3 separate regions of the Rattus norvegicus genome follow, and all the other regions are linked to region 1. The links are chromatin contacts, called in public Hi-C maps. All regions are on one chromosome and are shown on one strand. The core of a region is the stretch at or near the end of the contact, and the rest is flanking DNA. Distances in the headings are between cores, read along the strand shown.

Evidence for each region. Hi-C and Micro-C count contacts between places; a contact is called where the count stands out from the background.
Region 2: a Hi-C map of liver shows a contact between it and region 1, with 4 times the contacts expected there. The contact joins the promoter of Uchl5 here to the promoter of Rgs2 in region 1. A contact is called at or near these places in 3 of 12 Hi-C or Micro-C datasets (frontal cortex, liver and mammary epithelial cells).
Region 3: a Hi-C map of liver shows a contact between it and region 1, with 4 times the contacts expected there. The contact joins the promoter of Cdc73 here to the promoter of Rgs2 in region 1. A contact is called at or near these places in 2 of 12 Hi-C or Micro-C datasets (liver and psoas muscle).

The regions. Positions count from the first base shown.
Region 1 is chr13:58,350,960-58,354,073 of GRCr8, forward strand. Rgs2 (regulator of G-protein signaling 2) reads right to left here and starts at 1,707. Exons shown (of 5, transcript NM_053453.2): 1 at 1,598-1,707; 2 at 467-568; 3 at 296-357. The coding sequence starts at 1,707.
Region 2 is chr13:58,069,359-58,072,575 of GRCr8, forward strand. Uchl5 (ubiquitin C-terminal hydrolase L5) reads left to right here and starts at 1,718. Exons shown (of 11, transcript NM_001393849.1): 1 at 1,718-1,892. The coding sequence starts at 1,817. It overlaps Ro60 (Ro60, Y RNA binding protein), which reads right to left and starts at 1,470. Exons shown (of 9, transcript NM_001107183.1): 1 at 1,345-1,470.
Region 3 is chr13:57,998,531-58,001,566 of GRCr8, forward strand. Cdc73 (cell division cycle 73) reads right to left here and starts at 1,448. Exons shown (of 17, transcript NM_001024769.1): 1 at 1,184-1,448. The coding sequence starts at 1,314. All of the region lies in intron 1 of LOC108352545 (a long non-coding RNA gene), which reads left to right.

The DNA.
Region 1 (3,114 bases), core at 457-2,956:
ACTAGGAACTAGGGCTTTTGAAAATATTCTATGTAATGGAAAAGCTGACTCAATCAGCTATGAGTAACTGGCATCTTAATTTTTAGGCTAATTTTTCTTCCCCACCTGAGTTGAATACCTCTTGCTTCCCTATGATTAAACTTAGTGATATAAGGGAAAGAGAAACAGGCTTTGTACTGTCGGTGGTGGTAATGTCTAATGCATTTCTTGCAAACTGCTCATTTTGTGGTGCGAAGGGAACATTTCTAGGCTTTTGAGATACCGGCAAGAGATCACATTCAAGAGGTTAACTTACATTTGCTGGCCAGCAGTTCATCAAATGCTTCTGCCCAGAGCAGCGCTTCCTCAGGAGAAGGCCTGCAAGAGAAGTTCCACACATGAGCTTCACCACACATGACAGCTCCCCTTTCCTGTCCACTGGTTTGACCAGATACTCATCTCTGTAACTACAGGATTTGAAACTCACTTGATAAAAGTTTGCTGTTTGCTTTTCTTGCCAGTTTTGGGCTTCCCAGGAGTAGAGGAGTTTTGCAAGAAATAGCTCAAACGGGTCTTCCAATCTTTTAAGCTGGAAGAAAAAAGAAAGAAAGAAAATATACTTCAAGTAGCAATTCTTGAATGGTAAAATTATCATCAGTTGCAGTAGCTACAGACAAAGCAGACAATGAGTCTCATTCCCTTAGCATTTAAACCCAGCACCTCCTGGCTTTTCTCCATTAGTCTGACTATAATGAGCTTCACAAGCAGGATAGAACTAGGTAAGACCTAAGGCAGTTTACATTTTCACCAGCTATTTCTGACCTAATAAACAGATAGAGGTTTTTCTGTGTGGTTGACTACAACTTGCTGACATTTTGTGATTGAGAACAGCTGCTGTTTTTTCCCTTTCTGCACCGGAGGCAGGAGGGTCTGGACTATGCCAGAGACAATGCATAGGGGTGTGTGTGTGTGTGTGTGTGTGTGTGTGTGTGTGTGTGTGTGTGTGTGTTGGAGGGTCTGGACTATGCCAGAGACAATGCATAGGTGTGTGTGTGTGTGTGTGTGTGTGTTGGATTCCCTAGCTCCCTTCTCAGGCCGCCCACAGTGCTTCTCTGCAGCAGATACTGCAGAGCGAATTACTCATTCCATAGTCGTGACTGGGTGAGACCTACTTTATGATTTAAAAACGGATCGCATACATTGAGAATCAATTCAAACATCCCCACCCAGCAGCTATGCAAGCAGCTCAGAACTAACAATGCAACGACTAGGCGCCGGTGGACTTCATTCCGCTGCAGGAGTCTGATGCTACATTAAATGCAGAACAAAAAAAAAAAAAAAAAAAAAAAAAGCCAACCAGCGCCTTCTCAGCCCATCTACCGCCACCTTCTTCGACCATTTCCTACAGTTCTTAAACTCTCTGAGCTCACATAGAAAAAGCACATACCACCAGATCTAGCAAGCTAACTTTTTCTCTCCCCCACAAGCCCCCAACTCTCCCACACTTTCTTTGCAGAGGCGCAGTCTAGAGTATTCCTAGCCGAGATCGAGAGAAGGTCGGTCCCTAGCAGCAAAGCCAGGCAGGGTAGGAACTCTTAGGAAGAGAGGGCATACTCACAGTGTCCGCTTCATTTTCTCCCGCTTCTCCTCGACCTTGGGGCCGTTGCCTGCGCTCTTGTCCATGGGTACGCAGTCGTGCTGGACAGCCAGGAACATGGCACTTTGCATTCTCAGACACCCGCGGCCACCGCAGCTGTTTGCCGCCCGGAGCGCGGCGCGAGCTTTTAAGGCGGGCGGCGGCGCAGGGGCGGGACTTGGAGGCGTCGGCCACACCTCTAGAGGGCGCGGATTGGCCCACTGCAGACGGCACGAGGGCGGGGTCACGCGGGCCTGCGGCAGTCACGGCAGCCGCCGAAGGGTCTGGAAGTGAGGGCGCTGTTGACGTAGGCGCCGCATCCTCGTGCGCACACAGGGTGGGAGGTGGCGGGCGGGGACAGAGAGCGATCGCTGTTAGGCAGCTCAGGCGGCCACAGCCGTGAAGGGTCCTGAATTTGTGGCTTTTTCTTGAGTGAAGACCGTAGTGTGTGTGTGTGCGCGCGCGCGCGCGTGTGGTTTGTGGTGTGTGCCCCCCACCTTTGCAACTTGTCTTTTGTTCATCCGGACACCTATAAACTGAAGCCGGGATGGGGAGAGTCCTGCTGACTGCACTCGGCCACTCCACCTGTTTTGGAGAAGGAAATCAACAACAAGAGAACCCTGAAACACAGGCTACTGAACTAGGTGCTGTGACTCTGTAGCTCTCTGAGGCACCTTGGATTTCCTTAAGGGAATACAGGCTGCTCAGGGAGGAAGCAGGAGAAAGTGTTTCTTAAAACCTGGTGTTTTAAATGGTTCTGCAGTCTTGATCTTTAAATGCATGGTTGCAGCAGGCTGTGACGTTGCAAGGTCGTTCCCCAGGAGACCCGATGGGCATCTCCCTGATGGGCATCTCCCTCCGGGCATAGCATAGATCTGAGTGATAAGTGAGAAATACAAAGGGAAACCCAAGATTCCCAGTTCGGCTGCACCCGGATCATTTGTAGTTTCAGGGTGTAAGGAATCAGGATTTCCTCATGAGTCATTCTCAGTTGAACAGGCTTAGGATTTACCAGATGTTCAATTGCTTAAATTAAGGTTGGGGGCTAGAGCTAGATGTGAGAGCCCGTAGGTGTAATCTGTTTGGACAAGCTTCATTTGCGATATCCTCAGAATCAGGTCTTTGCTCCTGCAGGGTTTAATATGCCCTGATTTGTAAGAACCAATACGTGACTTCAACTACAAACTGATTCAGCTTCCTATGTTACCAGAATGATGCGGTGCAATACCTAAGTGGTTTTCCCATAAAGTCTCAACAGATAGACTAACAAAAAGGTACAGCTTAGGCTCCAGTTATTCTGTTTCATACTAGACCCACTAAAAGGAAAATGAAGACCCTCAAACTGGGATCCAAGCAACACATTGTTACAAGCTGTGCATGGTTGAGCTCCAGGTTTGAGTCAGAAACTAAAGTCTGCAGTCGCTAATGAAGAAAATTGCTACAGCCTTTATTATAGAAGGAATATCATTTTGATTTTAGTAACAAATACTTGAAAGCAC
Region 2 (3,217 bases), core at 468-2,967, 280 kb before region 1:
CTGGTAATCTAGTCCTATGTAATCAAGTGCTGTAAATCTAAGTCAAAAACAATAAAGTAGCTCTTCTTTGAACTATCCTGACCTCTTTAAACATAACGGTTTCATGAATTTATACCATTTGAAGTTTTCCTACAATCTCCATAAGTTAAAACTTTGGGAGACCTTAACTGTTAAAACCATGACAATATTTTGAGCATTTTCTACTTGTTCTTAGGTGTAAGGTCAGCCAGTGATGTGTTGTTGTATATGCTGTCCACTCTCTTAATGTAGAATGTAAAAAAGGTAGTAAAACACTGGTGTAATAACACTTCTGCTTCAAATTCTACCAGACTACAATTTACACTACTAATAGAAAGATTCCTGTATTTGCCTTCATTTTACACAAATATTAAGCCAATATTTCTGAACCATGTCATTTGGAAAGGCTAACTTTTTTTACTCTGAGAAGTCAAGCAAATCTTTATAAACGGAAGCCAAGGCTTATTTACAGTTAAAAAGTTCTACTACTTTACAAAAACCAGAACCACAGGTTCAAATGGATATACCATACACAAAGCTAATGAAAATAACTGCAGTAGTGCGATGTAATGAAAAGTATTGAGGAACTGCAATGAAAATTACTGTAGCAAGATGTCACCATGGTACGATGCCCTGAGCAGTAATTTTCTCTGTGGAAGCCAAACGACTTCCTTGGAACATACTTTTAAGAAATGATGAATAAAACCACCTCCAAAGAATGATAAGTATCAATTGCAAATAGCTAATTTTTTTGTTTTAATTCATCAGAACCATTTCACTTGTTTTTAAAGTAATGCACTATCAAGAGGGCGGGGGTGGGGTGGGGTGGCGGGGGATGGTGCGCATTTCTCTGGAAGGCACTGCATCCCGAAACATGAGTCTCTCATCCCTTGGGCTTTTACGAGAAATCTTTCTCCCCTTCTTGTTTATTATTTCTTTAAGATAATTTCGCTTTCGGCCATCCCACAAAGCTTCTTCCCAAACCCGTCTCCGAGACAACGCCTCTATGCCAAAGCCGCCGGAGGAGGGAGAGAAAGAGTGAAAAGGGGCCTTGGCACGCCCGAGCTCAGCAAGCGACAGAGTTGACCTGAGTTCCCCAAGACTCCACCCTCCCGAGCAACTAGGCCAGGTTCGAAATGTTTGGATGCGAAATCGGTCCTGCTCCTCGGCGGGCGCGGGAGCAAAGAGGCGGCGAAGGCTTTGCCCGGCCTCTGACGCTGGGATGCCGGTGGGAGAGTGCGCACCCGCCAGACCTCGAATGCCCAGAATCGCTGGGACTGCACAAAAGCCGGTTCCCCGCCCCGCAGCAGGCCTGCAGTGACCCACCTGTGCCTGGTAGGCGATGCTCAGGACCCGCGGCGCCTAGAAACCCTGCGTAGCACCGGGAATAGGCGGCGGCCCGAAACGGAGAGGACAGCTCCAGGTTCGGGTCGGAGCGAGCCCCGCCCCGCCCCGAGCCCCGCCCCTTCCAGCGCTCCGCCCCAGCTCCCGGGTGCCAAGGGTCCCGGATGTGCCTCCCTCCGGCACTCCGAGGCCCCGCCCCTTCTCCGGCCCGGCGGAGGGCGCTGCGGATCCTGACAGGCTGAAGAGGAGTTTCGACGTCTCCTGGGTGGCTAGAGCGTCCTTCAGTGCTCCGTCGCGCGGCAGGTGACGGCGCCCGGAGGCTGTCGGGAAGTAGGCGGGGTGACGTGGGGTTGACGCTCCGCGGCGGGTTTTGCTGAGGTCTGCGGCCGGTGGCAGCTTGAGCTGCGGGCTTCGGAGAGCGCGAGGTGGAGCGGGGCGGTGTGTGGTCGGGGCCATGTCGAGCAATGCCGGGGAGTGGTGTCTCATGGAAAGCGACCCCGGGGTCTTCACCGAGCTCATTAAAGGATTCGGTGAGCACCAGGGGGACCGTCCTGGGCCGGGGGTTCCGGGAGGAGGCCCACGTTGGGACAGGTGGTCACCTGCCGCCACCGACGTCCGGCGTCGGAGAAGTGACTTCAGGGACTGGAGTCGGCGTGTGTGGAAAGTAGGGCTTCGGCCGCGTCCTCGGCCCGGGGCAGCCGCGTCTCCGCAGTGATCTTGGGAGCCACACCACGAGGGCAAGGAGCCCCTCTGCCCTGTGCACTGCTGTATTCTCCGGACTTGGGACTCGGATACTTGAATTGACTCGAGCGTCTTCCTTCCCTGTCTCCCTCCCTCATCATCTCCTACGCGCTTATCTTGTCCTTTCCACTGCCCCTTCCCTGCGGAGCCTCCCTGTCTCCAGTGTGGTCAGGTGCATCGCTCAGGCCGTCGGTCCTGCGGAGCAGCCGGTCTAGTGTGTTTCCCAGGGTGGTGTCTGAGGCTCCAGCCGCCCCGAAACTCGAGATCCTAGTTTCCCAAGGCACAACTTACACCTTTCGTTTGTGGGCACCTCTTCCGGACCTCCACAGATAACCGTCTACGCGGGCCTGCGCGCTACTTACCGCAGTTCTTTTGCTCCCTCCTTTTTGACTTCCTGAGAAGTTGAGTTTTCTTGAGGTAGTGCTCCTGCTCAGAGGCCACATGCTTACCTCAGGATTTCTCTCTGACTTTTATTTCCTTCCGTACTAGAACAACCAATAGGACAGTTTATCCTTCCTTGTGTTCCCAACTTTTTGTGGGAGTTTTTTTTTTTTCTTCATTTCCATTTTAATTTTTCCTCAGATAATTGTTTTCGTAACCGTTTTGTTAAAGCTTGTACCCAAAATATAGCAAACGTTAATGTAGATTTTGTGTATTGTACATAGCTGACTATTTCGAGTATTACGTAGCATATGTTCAAGTGTACTTAGGGCATAAAGTTACGGAATTGGAAATTTTAATGTGAATAATCAGACTGTTGGTCTGAAGAACTGAGAGTCAAACTATAATAATATGTTCTTAGTTTAAGAGTATACATAAAGTGTTTTAATCATATAGATCACAGAGGAGCTGGGCAAAAGGAAGTGTGGTTACCTGAAGGTTGCTTATGGAGCAGCTAGCAAAGTAACTAAAATACGGTGTAATGAACAGGCAGGCAGTGTATAGATCTTAGGTAAAAAGGTAAAGTCATGCCAAATTATATACCATATTGTATAGATGGGATTGCCCGTCGTCACTGGGAACTTACTCTGAAAAAGATGTGAAGTTCAAACATAATTAAAATTAGTTTGTGATTAACATTGGCGTAAGGTGTCTAGAGTTAAGATAAAACAAG
Region 3 (3,036 bases), core at 198-2,697, 350 kb before region 1:
CCCACAAGTAAACAACTGTTCTCTTCCTATCAGCTAGGAAACATTTCAGATCAACTTAATCTGTTCCACTTTTTCTAGTCAAAATAGCTTAAGGAAGGAACTTTTTTTTTTCCAAGTTAAACTTCTTTTATCCCACGGGTTTTTAAAGAAAAAATATTCATTAAAACCCAATAAAATAATTCTGTGTAACGTATCTGAAACAGTAAAACATGGGAAACTCAAAATGTCACTTAATCAACATTTCAAAAAGGAACTCAGTAAGTCCAAAGAAATCTTAACATTTTCTCGTTTTTAATTGATCATTCATAAAGTCATGAGTACCAAAAGTCTGACTCATGATTCTAATTATCAAAGAGAAGCATCAATGGCAGTATCATGATTAAAGGGGACCCAAAGGATTATCTTTGATTATTAACTTGATACTCTGTGATTTCCTCAACGACTTAAGTTCATGGCATCCACGAATCAACCTTCCCAAACGCTTCGTTTTTCTTTGAAAGCGCTTTTTGAAAAGCACATAGGATCAATTTCTCAGACCCGTATGTAAAACTCACTGCATTTCACCAATAACTTTCTCCCCAACAAAGTCTTGCTTTCCTCTCCAATACTGATGTTTGCAGACTTCCAAACTCTCCCATCTTTCCTAAACTGTAAGGAGTACTTGTCTATTCCCTCTTTTTTAATATCAGCCTCCCCTATTATGAAAAAAAGAAAAGAAAATTACCGGGACGCTCGAAGAGCCAGAGGAGACAGTTGCAACACATGGCAGCCTCTGGGAGATTACAAAAAACAACTAAGAACAAAAAGCGACTCGGTGGACGCCAGATGCTGGGATCGATGTCTGCTTCTATACCTCCGTTCAGGTAGACGTGCAGCAGCCCTACACAGCGCGGACAACCTGTACATACTGAACACCGACTGGCAAGTCGGAAACTCCCATGGTACCTTTCCCCTTGGCTTCTCCAACACAGAAAAGACTTGACCGCTCTAGAATCCGCTCCACTTCTTCCCTCCTCACCCTAAAAGTACAACTTCTGCTCCAGAGAATAACTTTTTCCCAGAGCACCCATATTTTCCTCTCATCCCCGAGGGACTCCGGAGGAGGAGGGCTTAAGGGAAGAGGTCGCCCGGGGGCGCCCGACGCTGCCCGGCCACCACTAGGCCAAAGCCATGCCGCACTTACCCCCAAACTACATAGTTGGTCTTCACATTCTTGGGCCAGGAGAACTCCCCGAAGATCACTTCATCCCCCTTGACCACAATCTCCTTCTTCTGGATGTTGTACTGTCGCAGGACGCTGAGCACGTCCGCCATCTTCGCCCCCCTCGCTGCTACAGCCGCCGCCGCCGCGGGCCCCGGGCACCGCCGTCGCCGCCGCGCCCGCCGCCTCCTTTCCCCGTCGCCTCGCCCTCTTCCCCCGCCGCCGCCGCCGCGAACCAACAGCCACCACACTAACAGCCGTCCGCGTCTACGACAGCAGCACGGGCAGAAGCCACCCAGGCCGCCAAGGACCCCGCGCTATATAAGGCAAGGCCCCGCCGCGGGCTGCCCGCGGAGAACGCCTGACTGACCCACGCTCCGCCAGGGCCGCGGGCCGCCGCCAGGGGGCGCCGCGGCCGCCCGAGCAGACGCGCCTCCCAGACGCCCGCGGGGCACGCCGCCGACTCTGGGAAACCGGGAGCCAGCCTGGGCGCTCCCGGGGTGCTGAGCCTTAGCGGAATCGCGCCCGGCGCGGGTTCCGAGGCGAGCGACAGGTGCGCGCGCACCTGCTGGGCGCTTCCGCACTTTCGATCCCAGAGCGCGCACTGGGTGATTTACTTTCCCTGCGCCAGGCTTCGCTTCCCTGTGTTGAAGGCTTCCCCCTCTTTCTGCCTTCATCTGAGCCGCACTCAGCGAAATAGGTCCCCGTGGGCAGGATAAGCTACTAGGGAAAGCTTGAACTTTGGAATGTGGACGTTTTCAAGTTAAGGCTAGGTTTTCATTAGGAGTAGATTTGCAAAGAGGAAAAGAAGAGTTAGGTGAAGAACAATTCTGGAACCGTTTGTTAGTCGCTGGTCTCCTAACATCGATTGATTGGTGAACGGAGTAAAATTAATATGAGAATAAGTTGAAAGCATCCTAACGCGTCGACGAAATACAATTCATTGTTGACCACCCCCTCCCCCACGCCGCCTCTTTCCTTGGAAACAACTTTTTTCCATCCCGGCAACGGCAGCTTCTCCCGGGTAACCGCCCCCCGCCCCAAAAAAAGCCTCAAATGATTCCAGGTTGTGAGTGGAAGAAATACTAAACATCAAACCTCAAAAGGTTTACCGGTGACTTTATGTTAGGGGAACCTAGAATTCTGATACTTTACATGGCCTGTGTAACTTAAACATACACTTCAAGCCTAATATTTCTTTTTCACTCTTGGTGAGAAGGAGGCACACTTTGTTACTTATAAAACCAAATACTTTGATCTATTGGGTTTTGGGGGGGGGGGCATGAACTTTTGTTATGTGTGGCAAAGAGTTCTCCGGGTATGGATGTATGAGGTTAAAAGAATGTCTGCCTCACAAACGGTTTTCTCCCTTCAATGTGTCTCTGAACCTCACGGCAAATGCGGCTTATAAAGAACTGACTTTGCTCGACTGTCCCTTTCACATCTGGACTTATACCTATATATCACAGTACCCAGTATTTCCTTGTCCCCTTTATTTGCTTGCCTACCTCCTAGGAAATGAAACGACTGTATGACATGTAGTACATCTTGGTCGTCTGCACTGTACTTGATACAGTAACAACACCTAGAAAATATTGAGTTAGTAAGTGAAAAGATAAAGTCTCCTAGTAAAGTTTGAGGTAATAAGTGCATTATAGGTTTCAAGACGAGTTAAGAAAGTCAACAATAGTTTTTATGAATTTTATTTTATATACAAATCATTTCCAACCAATTTCTCTTTTTGATTAATTTATGTCTTTAAGGTTAATGACCCCTAGACTCAATGTTGTAAGACAAATGTTATTGTTTATAAGTTAAAGCACTGAAATTTTTAC